Regions from separate parts of the Sus scrofa genome. Here region 1 is linked to region 2. A link is a contact called in public HiChIP or PLAC-seq data. All regions are on one chromosome and are shown on one strand. The core of a region is the stretch at or near the end of the contact, and the rest is flanking DNA. Distances in the headings are between cores, read along the strand shown.

Region 1 (5,625 bases), core at 742-3,241, 520 kb before region 2:
ATGCCGTGGGAAGTGGCCCTGGAAGAGACAAAAAAACAAAAACTCATGACCATTTCAAAACACTCTACAGTATTAAGTAAAGTACTACAGAATCTCTTTTTTAAATTTTATTTTATCAAAACATGAACAGCTAGTGGCAACTCTATGTGCATAGGCACAGGGGATACTTAAAACTGTAGGAGGGGAAAACAATTTTCCCTTTACACTTCGGAGTTCTTAGCTAAGACCTCTGTAGTTAAAGACAGATTAGGAGTTCCCATCGTGGCTCAGTGGTAATCGAATCCGATGAGGAACCATGAGGTTGTGGGTTTGATCCCTGGCCTCGCTCAGTGGGTTACGGATCCGGCATTGCTGTGAGCTGTGGTGTAGGCCGGCAGCTACAGCTCCGATTAGACCCCTAGCCTGGGAACCTCCACAAACCGTGGGTGCAGCCTTAGAATAGACAAAAAAAAATAAAATAAAATAAATAAACAAGGAGGCAGAAACAAAAAACGAAAACAAAAACCCTGTCTGCTCAGATTTGGTATTCCTTGGCTAAATGATTAGTAGGGCTCAAAAAAAAAAAAAGACAGATTAATAAGAAAAAATTATTAACATGTAGACCTTACGTATACATGGGAGATGTCCAAGGAAAAGTGAGTATCTCAAAGAAGCGGCTTAGAATTCAGGCTTAAATACTATCTCAGCGATTTTTTAAAAAGTGAAATGGGCTTTTCGAGAAATAGATGGGAGACATGAGAGTTTGTGACAAAGTTTGGGTGTGATGTCAACTTCTAGTCTCCCCTCCTGTGATGAGTCCATCTTCCCTGGTTGATGAAACTCCTGGGGAAGGGATTTACAGTTGAGTTCCTTTTGGAAGCTCTGTCTTGAGGCAGATAAGGAAAATCCAGAGAAAGCTCCTCCTTGCGTTTGCTGTTTTCAGGTGCTGGGTTTTGTTTGTTTGTTTGTTTGTTTGCTTGTGGTTTTTTTTTTGAACAAAAAAGAAAATTCATTTATTTACTCTCATGGGACTACAAACTCACATTTGCATCAAAATAATAAACCATCAAGACACAGGAAAAAGTGCAGAAATTTTGCATTTGCTGTTTTCAAGTGCTGTTACCAAAGTGGCATATTTGGGGTGGCATGTCCTATGAGGCTTTAAAACTTAATATCAATTGGTTTAACTTTTGGTTAAGGGACATTTGGTTAAGGAGTCACTCCTAGAACAGGGAATGATGTCAGGTTTATCATCTCTATTGGACTGTACTCAGAAAGATCTTTTGGAACTTTGGATTCATGGAGGAATAAAATGGAATATTTTTTTCCATTCATAGAAAGAATAATTCTAGAGGTTGGGGAGAGGGAGAGGGGAAGTAAGGAGATGGAGAGAGAGAGGGAATTGCCTTTACTACTACCAGCCAACTATTGGCTATTCCATATCCCTCCAGGCATTTTTTAAGCATCCAGGACATGTCAGTGCAACTCTTAGTATTTAAGTTGTATTGCCTGGAAAATTAAAGGTCATACTATATTGTAAGGTGTGGCTTCATTGTAATTAATTCTGTATACAACTAGTTTTATTAGAGTTCCATCAGCTATTGGCCCTCCATGGGCAGCTACCACTGGCTGGCCTGCAATTAGCCCCGTATGTGTTAGACCACAGCTGAGGTACCATGTGTACCCACGTAATGAAAAGCCCATGAAACTTAGACATGCTGCATCTTCTTAGAGCAACTCCAGTGGGGTTCTGCAAGTTCCTTTGCAGAAGTGACTTTAGGCTGCAGGGAAACGTAAGGTCAAGGCCTTTCCCAAGCAAAACATGCTGGGGACATTTCCCTGCATCAGCACTGACTGTGGTTAGCAAGGAAACCCCTGGTGCCTGGTGAGGTAGGAGGAATGGATTCTAAAGATGCTTGGCTCCTGGAGCATTGGCAGTGGGGCAGCCTGCCTGCGGCGGCCTCCAGAGAGACTTTGACAAAGGCGAAGGAAGCTCCCTGTTTGCTAGCATGACTCACTCCACGTTTGCTGGGTGGTTCACACGCCTGCCTGCCCACAGGCCGGAACAGGAAGGCCCTCATTGCGCTCAATTTTTTTCCTGAATGCCTTTCTCAACAACAGCGAAAGGAAACATTACTGTTTGGCTTGGAGCCATTCAGGTCACTTGGTACTCAGAGTGCTTAGGATGTAAGAGATGGGCTCGGCCAAGACCTGCGGAGACGCGCAAGGCTGCAGTTATGCCTGTCTGTGTTTTAGATTAAACGGCTGCCTTTTGCAGTAAACAATTCTGGGTGATTTAAGACACCGGGAACTCCCTAAACTAGCAAAACCCCCAACCCGAGTCTGACCATCCGTTTTACAGGCCTAGTTTCACAACCAGTAACCGCCCGGTGTGTGGGTGTGGGGGGGGCCTTGACTCTGCCACCCACTGAGTCTCTTGAATTAAAATAAGAAAGGCCCCGCAGGCCAGCTACGCCCTTCTTAGAGCTGATTCCTCTGGAGGGACCAGATGGGTGGGGTGAGTATGGCCTGGGGGAAAAAAGAAGAGGAAACCAGAAGGTTTCTTAACATACAAAGGGGTCAGGATGCCTGGAGCTCCCCAGCTTCTAGGTGGAATTACAGGCACCGGAAGACCCCAAGGACAGCAGTTCTATCATCAGAAGCTCCTAGAAAATGTTAACAGCCCCCACCCCAGAAAGTGCCCTTCCTTGTCATGGGTGCGTGTCCTTCCTGGGCCTGTAACAATTCCTCTAGGGACCTCTGGCTGGACCCACCCCTGGGAAGACTGCTTCTCTGGGCTCAGGGGCCAGATTGTGCTGCCATTTGTAGCAGAAACTAGGGTCCGAGGAGGGGGTGGAAAAACTGTTTTCTTCCTTAGTTTCAGGCCCTCCCCGTGCTCAGAGTTTAACAGCGTCCCCCACGCCTGGCTTCCTTAGCTGCCTTCTCTCCACAGAGGCTCAAGCTGGGGGCCAGAGGCGGGTGTCCGGAGGGTGGGGTGGGAGGCAGATTCCACACCTTTTCTTCTGGCCTCCTCACTCCCTGACTCCTTCCTTCTTTCAGATTCTCTGGTACCTGCTCCATCCACGTCTTAGCCTCAGACCTGCTGGCATGCAGATCACCTCTTGCAAAGTGACACAGGTGCAGGGGTTCCTGGTGCAACTGTTCTGACCCAACTGAAAGCTGAAAGAGTTAGGGCTCACCCAGAAACTCTCTCCTGGTGAGTTTATTCCACATCCCTCAGGGACTTTGTCAGTTTATAACAATATATACCCAGAAAGGCAGGCTGCCTAAAAGTTTTTTTTTTTTTCTTTTTTTCTTAATCTTGGAAATAATATTTCAGGGACTCTTGTTAGGAAAACACCTGTCTATATAGATCCCAACATTATTTTCTTTACAGAGACAAAAGAGATCAGTCGAATGCGTGAATCAGAAATGAACAACATCCTTGTAGTTCCCGTTGTGGCTTAGTTAAGAAACCATCGCAGTCTCCGTGAGGATGCAGGTTCCATCCCTGGCCTTGCTCCGTGGGTTAGGGGACCATGCATTGCCCCAAGCTGTGGTGTAGGTCAGATACGGTTTTGTGGTGGCTTTGGTGTAGACTACAGCTGCAGCTCTGATGGGACCCCTAACCCGGGAACTTCCTTATGCTGCAGGTGCTGCCCTAAGAAAACCAAAAAAAAAAAAAAAAAAAAAAAAAAAAAAGAAGAAGAAGAAAAGGAAAAAGAGAAATGAACAACATTCAACCACGTGGGAACAGGACAAGCATAAAGGAAGCATCACCTTTCAATCTCCTTCCCTTTAAGTTATAGTCTAAGGTAGCAAAGAGAAGGAGGCGGTGCTGGAGGGAGGGAGTCGGGGGACAGGGCCAAGGACCTTGGAGAGAGCAGGGTTATTGTGTAAAGAGCAGAGGGCAGGGACAATGGAGACAGGCATGCTCTTTGAAAGAGAAAGAAAATAGTGAGCTTCTGGACAGGCTTTCGACAGGTCCAAGTGGAAATCTCCACTAGGCAGGCAGATATATGAGTCTGGAGCTCAGAGACATCTGGGCTGGAGGCATAACTTTGGGTCAACAGAGAATTGAAGCTGTGCATGTGCATGAGCTCATCAGAGACAGTTCATCTGAGCAGCTGAAGGGCCGGGGCTGGGTTTAAAGAGGAGACTGGAAGAGAGACCAGGTGGGGAGGAACAGAAGGATCAGGAGTAGCCCTGCAGCTAGTTCTCTCCAGAGGTCCCAACCCCCCCTACCCAGGATGTAGGGGAACAGTGTGGATGTATATTAACTAGTTAAACTCCAGCCCGGCCCTGTTTTTCTTTTCAAATGTTATCTTTCATTTGTATATTAACATAAACAGAGCCTTCAAAACACTTTTTGAACAATTTTATTTAAAGAAAAAATTTTTCTTTTTGGGGGGCGGGAGGACATGCCCTCAGCACGTGGAAGTTCCCAGGCCAGGGATCAAACCCTCGCTGCAGCTGCAATGAAAACACCGGATCCCTAACCTGCTACCAGCTACCACACAAGGAAACTCCCTAAAAATTACATTCCTATAATGAACCAGCGAGGAAGTCACAGGAGGTTGGTTTATTTATTTATTTATTTTTTTTGTCTTTTTGTCTTTTTGTCTTTTTGCCATTTCTTGGGCCACTCCCTTGGCATATGGAGGTTCCCAGGCTAGGGGTCTAATTGGAGCTGTAGCCACTGGCCTACACCACAGCCACAGCAACTTGGGATCCAAGCTGCGTCTGCGACCTACACCACAGCTCACAGCAACGCCGGATCCTTAACCCATTGAGCAAGGCCAGGGATCGAACCTGCAACCTCATGGTTCCTAGTCGGATTCGTTAACCACTGAGCCACGACAGGAACTCCCGTAGGAGGTATTTTGAACTCCTCCTTTTTTTCTCCAGCTTTCTTGAGGTATGATTGACAAAAGGAATGGTAAGATATTTAAAGTGTGCAACATATTGATTATATATAGACACACATTATGAAAGAATCCCTTCCCCACCAAGTTAATTAACATATCTATCCCCTCCCACATTTACCCCTCTCTTTTTTTGGTGAGAAGTTGTAGGTTCTCTATCAGCAAATTTCAATTATACTGCAGAGCATTATCAACTGTATTTATCCTGTTATACATTAGAGCCTCAGATCTTACCTCATAAAGCTGGTCTGTACCCTTTTATCATTGTCCCTTTTTCCGCCACCCCCGAGCCCCTGGCAACCACTCTATGAGTTGAGGACTCTACATATAAGTGGTGCCAAAACGTGTTTGTATGAGCCTCTTTTTAACGATAAAGTTGAAGCTCACCCATGGTGGTTAGAGGTCATTGTCTTTTCACACTCATGTTTTCCTAGCTCTTTTTTTTTTTTTTAATTTTTAAAATTAAAGTATAGTCGAGGTACAGTGCTGTGCCCATTTCTGCTGTAGAGCACAGTGACTCAGTCATATATATGTATACACTGTTTTTAAGTTTTTTTTCCTTTATTTTCCATCATGGTCTATCCCAGGAGGCTGGTTATATTTCCCCGTGCTGGACAGTAGGACCTGACTTTCTACCCATTCTAAATAGAAGAGTTTGTATCTCTGAACCCCAAACTCCCAGGCCATCCTGTTGCCCTCTCTCGTCCCCCTTCTAGCTCTT
Region 2 (5,861 bases), core at 2,289-4,788:
AAAGAATTGGGCTGAGGCTATAAACACCCTCTTGCTAATGCATGATTTAGGTTGATGTGTTATTTAGAGAGAGTGGTCATTTCTTTCCTCCTACTCTTCCTTCCTTTCCTCCTCCTCCTGCTCTTTCTTTTACTTTTTCTATTTCTTCTCGTCTCCATCTTTTTTTTGGTTTGTTTTATGGGGTTTTTTATTTTTGCAACAACAATGAAGTGAAACATATACAGAATTATTCAAAGGAGAAGGGAGAAATGTAATTCTTAGAATCTGATTGTTTGAAATAATTATGATTCTATTACTTGGTAATTGTGTGACCTCAGGCCAGTTATTTAACATCTATAATCTGCAGGGGCTAAGAATACCTAGCTCATCGTATGAAAGATTTAAATGCTTTGTAAGTAAATCTCTTGATGTGACTATAGCCATAGGAATGTGGATTTTACATTAACTCTCATTATGCCCTATATTTCCTTCTGTTCTATTTTTGCTTTTTTAATCCTGTGTTTCAGTTACCTTTATAACATGAACTTAGTCTTTTGGTTGTTTCTGCAATTTAGTGGGTAAACATATTGTGAAGGTAGGGAAAAATAACTTGACAAATATTGTCGTATCTTTTAGGATAAGAGGGAAGATTTATTTTGAAGTCGGCATGATAGACACGCATTTCCTCTCTAATTTAAATTTCTATATTACACATAAATCCTAGATCTCTCTTATTGTCTAGTAACTACTACAATATGATAGACTGGAATATATATCAGGAAACAGACATGCCGTAAATATGTTCAGTGTTTTCAAAGACGACAATTTTAAATATGAAACTTGTGGAAGACATGAAGTGAAGGAAATATGAAGCTATTGAATCGGAAGAAAACAGGAAACATTTGGATTTAATTCCATCTTGGATTCATTCCACCAACGTCCAACATAATGCAAGGTCTGAGTAAATGTGATTGCTCTCCTCTGCCCTCATTCTTTTAGTCTTTTCTGTACTTTTGCACTGTAGAATTATGTTAATGCCACATATATTTTAAAAGATCATATCTCAAGCCAGTTAGTAATATTACTTATTCTTGCAGAGGTTTAAAGAAAAGAAGAGAGAAAAACAAACTTAATTTCAGACTGTAGATGCATTTGGAGAGGGCCATTTAAAGCTTCAAAACACAAGAGAGCATTAAAGGGTGTTGTGCTGGCAGGATGCATTTTGATGAACTAACTCTGAACAGGAACATGCTTTTGTAAAACACTTAAGATTGGTTCTTCCATTAAAAAAAAAAATCTTTTGATCTAGAATCAAAAATGCACCCACTAGGAAATGGACTAAGCTAATATGAGGTAGCTATTGGGAGTGAGAATCTACTTGGCACCTGTTACAGGTAACATACTGATGGCTTATATTTTATTTTTAACTATTGCTTTGCTTATGAAAAAAGTTGAGAAAATCAGGATGATAACAGATGGAGGAATGTGACCTGTGTTTACCCATTGGCTGAATCCCATAGGTTTGCATATGCAAAACAAGTATCGCTTCAAATATGAAACTAATTTTTTGAAGGATTATAGGGAGATTAAAACCACAATGAGAAAGAAGAACCTAGAAAATGAGTACACATTGTACTTTTGAAAATTCGCTAAGCCCCGAGTTTGTAAATGTTCAGGAAAAGAGGTCTTAACAAAAATTGTAATATTTTCCAAATGATCTCGTTCTAGAATGTTTTATTTTTTAGAGTGTTTTAAATGCATATCTGAAAGCAACTATTTATTTGTTCATTTAAAAAATTATCTGGAAATTATATGTAAGCTTAAGAAATTTAATCATGGAGTGACTTTATAGCATATAGCATATAGTATCATATCATTGCATTATTATATGAGCTCTAACAACTGGGAAAAATTATATTTTAATATTTTTGAAATTACCCAAGTAAGACTATTTTTAATAAATAATCTTTTCACCATGCTGGAATGGTGACAAGTTATATGGCAATTTCATACAATAAGCAGTTAATATCAAAAGACAAACACTTATCAAATGTGCTAAATGTCAGTTTAATAGCGGTTTTCAGAATTTCTAGAAGTAATTAGTTGTTTGCCATATTTTGGGTAAGGTTGACTTGTGTTTGGGTGTTCTGGATATGCTTGTATGTTCGTGTGTGCATGCATTAACTCTACATAAGCTAAAAATAGTTAAATGCAAGTGGAAGGTTTAAATGTTTAATTTGCTTTGCTTTGCTATATAGTTTCCTTTTCAGACTGATGGACATAGGCAATTGCTCTGTTCATAAGTAGTGTAGCATAAATATACTTTATTTTTTCAGTTTTATGAAAGGAATTTACATGTGTTTTGAAAGTGGACTTCAAGACAAAAATCTAATCTTTTAACTAAAGACAAGCAACTAGATTTGACTATAAATGTAAAATATAATATGTACTTAACTGTGCATATTAAGCTATAAACTTATGGTCCTACCTGGCCATATACACACCCAGGATTCTCCTATGAGTGCCCAAATTCCCATTGCCATTGCAAACTCTCATTTTATGTAAGAATGTCAACTAACTTGAACCAATTTTTCCCTCGAAGTTTGTCACATAGGAAGAAAACACAAGGAATCGTATGATAATTTTAAGAACTTTATTGGAGCAATTAATATTACTCTGTTTTATGTTTTTTTTTTGTCTCTTGAACAGAGAAAATTTGACTCCCCATCAGTTGAATATTTATGACTATTTTTAGTCAAATACTTATAAGAAAATGTCAATTACCCAGTCTTAATAACTGACACATTTGCTATTATCACAGACTCTTCTGTTGAAGGAGGTGACATTGAATACATGCATTTGACCATTAGGAAAGCATAATATTTTGCAATGTTTTTCTCCACCTATTTTTCAACTATATCTAATTGATTATCCTCCTGTAACATTTTATTCTGTTTGTGAAACCCTGTCCTTAAGCATCTTCCTTTTCCAAGGGCATCAAAATTTTGAAATCAATGGCATAGGCTGTCTGGCAAACACAAAATTGATAGCCTTCCTTCCTTGTATTAGCATAACCTGCCAATTTATTATGAAAGAGTGAATGACATGCTTGCGTTGCGATTAGAACTGGTCATGACAGGTCACTTGAAAACTTACTGATGGTGTGTGAGACATGCTTTTTAATTAAAATGTAGGACTGGGTTGCTAGCCAAACACCCTTTTCTCCTTACTCATCACATTTATTGAGTCATGTATTTGCTTATTTGCATTATTTTAAATTAGCAATGATGAGTCAGGGTAGGGTACAGAAGGCAGGTCCCTTAGAAAGGGGGGGTGGAGGGTGGGGGACACAGAATAACATGATCTTTTTTTCAGGGTGAGCAAAAGCTCATTGCCTGGAGAAATACTGCAAAAAGATATGAACATTAACATTATAACTTGGATGAGATAAATTTTTACCAGAATTAACTGTTCATTTCATTCTTCTCCTTAAGGCAGACGCAAGGGGAGATTGGTTCTCCCACTTTCACCCGCTTCTCTTTCACAAAGTTAGAACTTAAGCAAGAGATTCCCAGCCCAGATTGCACAATATCCTTGGGGTTATTGTGATCTCCTAAGGATGTTGTGAAACTCTCAAGGCGAAATTAATTGCAATGTGACTTCGTTTTTTCAAGTGAAATGTGTACCATAAAGCAGCCTCAGGAGGAGGCTTGATGGATAAAGAGGGAGGTGAGGAATCCAGCTAAGGATTACAGGGTGTCAGAACTGCAGGACTCTGGTGGCTGGCAGTGACTTCTGCTTTCATCCCACAGACATCTGCGGATGAGGGCATGGGATGAAAAGCCATGAATCTTCTCTGTAATTTTTATTGCCACAACATTCCACCGTGGCTGCACTGCTCAGCCCCAAAGAGCTCACACGTACTTTTGTTTGTTCAGAAGCGTTTTTAAAGACTTGAGTATGCCCACTTATGGCTGTGAAAGAGGGTCTTGCTGTGAGTTAGAGTCTGTTGTTTTTGTTTGTTTGTTTGTTTGATTTGGCTTGTTTGTTGCAGAATACAGTATCTGACTTACAGTTACCTCCTTTCACTTTTAGACTGGACAGAGCTTGGTTTAAATCTTTTTCCAGTAATGTGAATTGGACATGCTAAGGAACAATTTCCTCATGTGTCAAATGGGCCAGCATCTACCTCCTAGGACTGGTGTGAGAAAAGAGTTTTAAATACTCTGACAAAACGCTGTCTGGAGAGAAGAAACTCCATCAAGTTTAGTCCCTAATGGTTTCCTAATGAGACTGTCTCAGTCAGAGCTGCCGTTTTCACTTGGCTTTGCTGTCCTGAGTGTGTTTATCTTCTCTCTGATTTTACTGCAAGTTCTAGGTCATTCACAAGTGGAGTGTATCTTTCATTTATCAGCTCTAACCACATATTTCATCAGGTTGCTTTGTTTTCATAAAAGGCAAAACCTGGAAAATATCTGTTAGGGCCAGCCAGTTCAATCTTCCCATTTTTATGGCTGAAAGGAACTAAGATTCAGTCAAATTTCATCATTTTCCAAATAAGTTTTCAGCTAAAATTGGTGAAACAGGGGAGACTAAACTCCCACTCTCTAGACCAGACCCAGTCTCAGGCCTTTGCTATATCACCCGTCACTTCTGTGTGTAATCATGTTTTTATTTCAAAGATCCATCAGAGTACTTACAGATAAGCAAGGTTGGGACTTTGTGAAAATGTAGAAATCCTTGTTTAATTTCTGTAACTGAATTTGATATCTGCCTTCATGAAGTCAGTTACTGTGAAGAGTTGATTTCCTACAGCAATAACAGAAAATGTGTTTTGACACCACAGTCAGTGAGCTGTAAATTTACAGTTTTAAGTTGGATGCTAAGAAGACAAAGCAAACTGAGTCACAAACAAGACAGGAAGTAGTTTCAGTTGTAAATCAGACAACAAAAAACCCTAAGACTTTGGTTTTGCCCCTGGTAGTAACTCTGGTTTGTTTCAGGTTCTAGGGAGTGATTGTCCCTTGACAAGAATTAAATAGAGGAGAATATTCAACTTTTAAGTGTTATCAGCTAGACATGAGATATTTTATGAGATGATAGAGAGTAGACAGAGCTATTTAATGAGATGATACTTTTACTCAGGTGGCCACCATAGTGGCAAATTATCAAAAGCCTTCTGTTTCTCTGTTTCCTGAGTCTTAGAATAAAGAACAAGTTTCTTGTGCTTTATGATTATGTGGCATCATACTTGGAATTGCCCTCAGTTCAAAATGCCCTGCAATAGTCCAATTAGAAGATGTTACAGTAAAATGAAATCAGTACACTAGACTCAATTCAGGAAGAACTGATACAATGTTTTATGAAAGTCATTTCCATTCTTCCTGAAATTTTTTGCTTGAATTCTTCAGAGAGTAAATTCCTAGCCTTATCGTAAGATCCCTTGGGTAGCTTTGCATCATTTCCAAAAATTGCTCAGATTTTCTGTTCATTTTCCCTCATTTTCTAAATTCATGGATCTGAGCATAGGGTTTATGAATTGTGGTTTATGCACTATGGTTTATGACTAAGGAGGTAATGATTTTTGATTTTTTTCCCCGTTTTAACATCAAATTGCAGTGGTACTCTCTTCAATTCATCATTGGTAAAATATTTTATGTGCATTTTTCTTAATTTTGAACTTTAAAATTACTGATAGTTTGCTTAAGTATATTTTACAGACTGAACTACAATGACTTCAAACTTAATCCCTAATTTTGCAATAAACTGACATCAGTAAAATATGTCAGCAAGTAATGTGGAATATTGCTAAAATCACTGGGTTCAATGTTTGTTTAGAAGGGAGCCCAGGAAATGAAATGTCTTTCGAAAGACAAATCTTG

The links. HiChIP or PLAC-seq counts read pairs in DNA pulled down with a chosen protein or histone mark.
Region 1: an H3K27ac HiChIP or PLAC-seq map of alveolar macrophages shows a contact between it and region 2. The contact joins two enhancer-like sites. A contact is called at or near these places in 1 of 47 Hi-C or Micro-C datasets (embryonic fibroblasts) and 1 of 2 datasets of contacts at active chromatin or transcription factors (alveolar macrophages).

Annotation. Positions count from the first base shown.
Region 1 is chr15:128,151,502-128,157,126 of Sscrofa11.1, reverse strand. LOC102164493 (a long non-coding RNA gene) reads left to right here. Exons shown (of 5, transcript XR_001301648.2): 4 at 3,040-3,196. Among named protein-coding and RNA genes, the nearest start is that of IRS1, 150 kb to the left of the region's middle. Within about 2 kb of position 1,991, at least 25 of the 83 cell types and tissues checked have an H3K27ac peak or open chromatin away from gene starts, as enhancers often do. A contact at or near this core is called in alveolar macrophages, where this site is marked.
Region 2 is chr15:127,630,573-127,636,433 of Sscrofa11.1, reverse strand. No RefSeq gene overlaps it. Among named protein-coding and RNA genes, the nearest start is that of NYAP2, 600 kb to the right of the region's middle. Within about 2 kb of position 3,538, at least 15 of the 83 cell types and tissues checked have an H3K27ac peak or open chromatin away from gene starts, as enhancers often do. A contact at or near this core is called in alveolar macrophages, where this site is marked.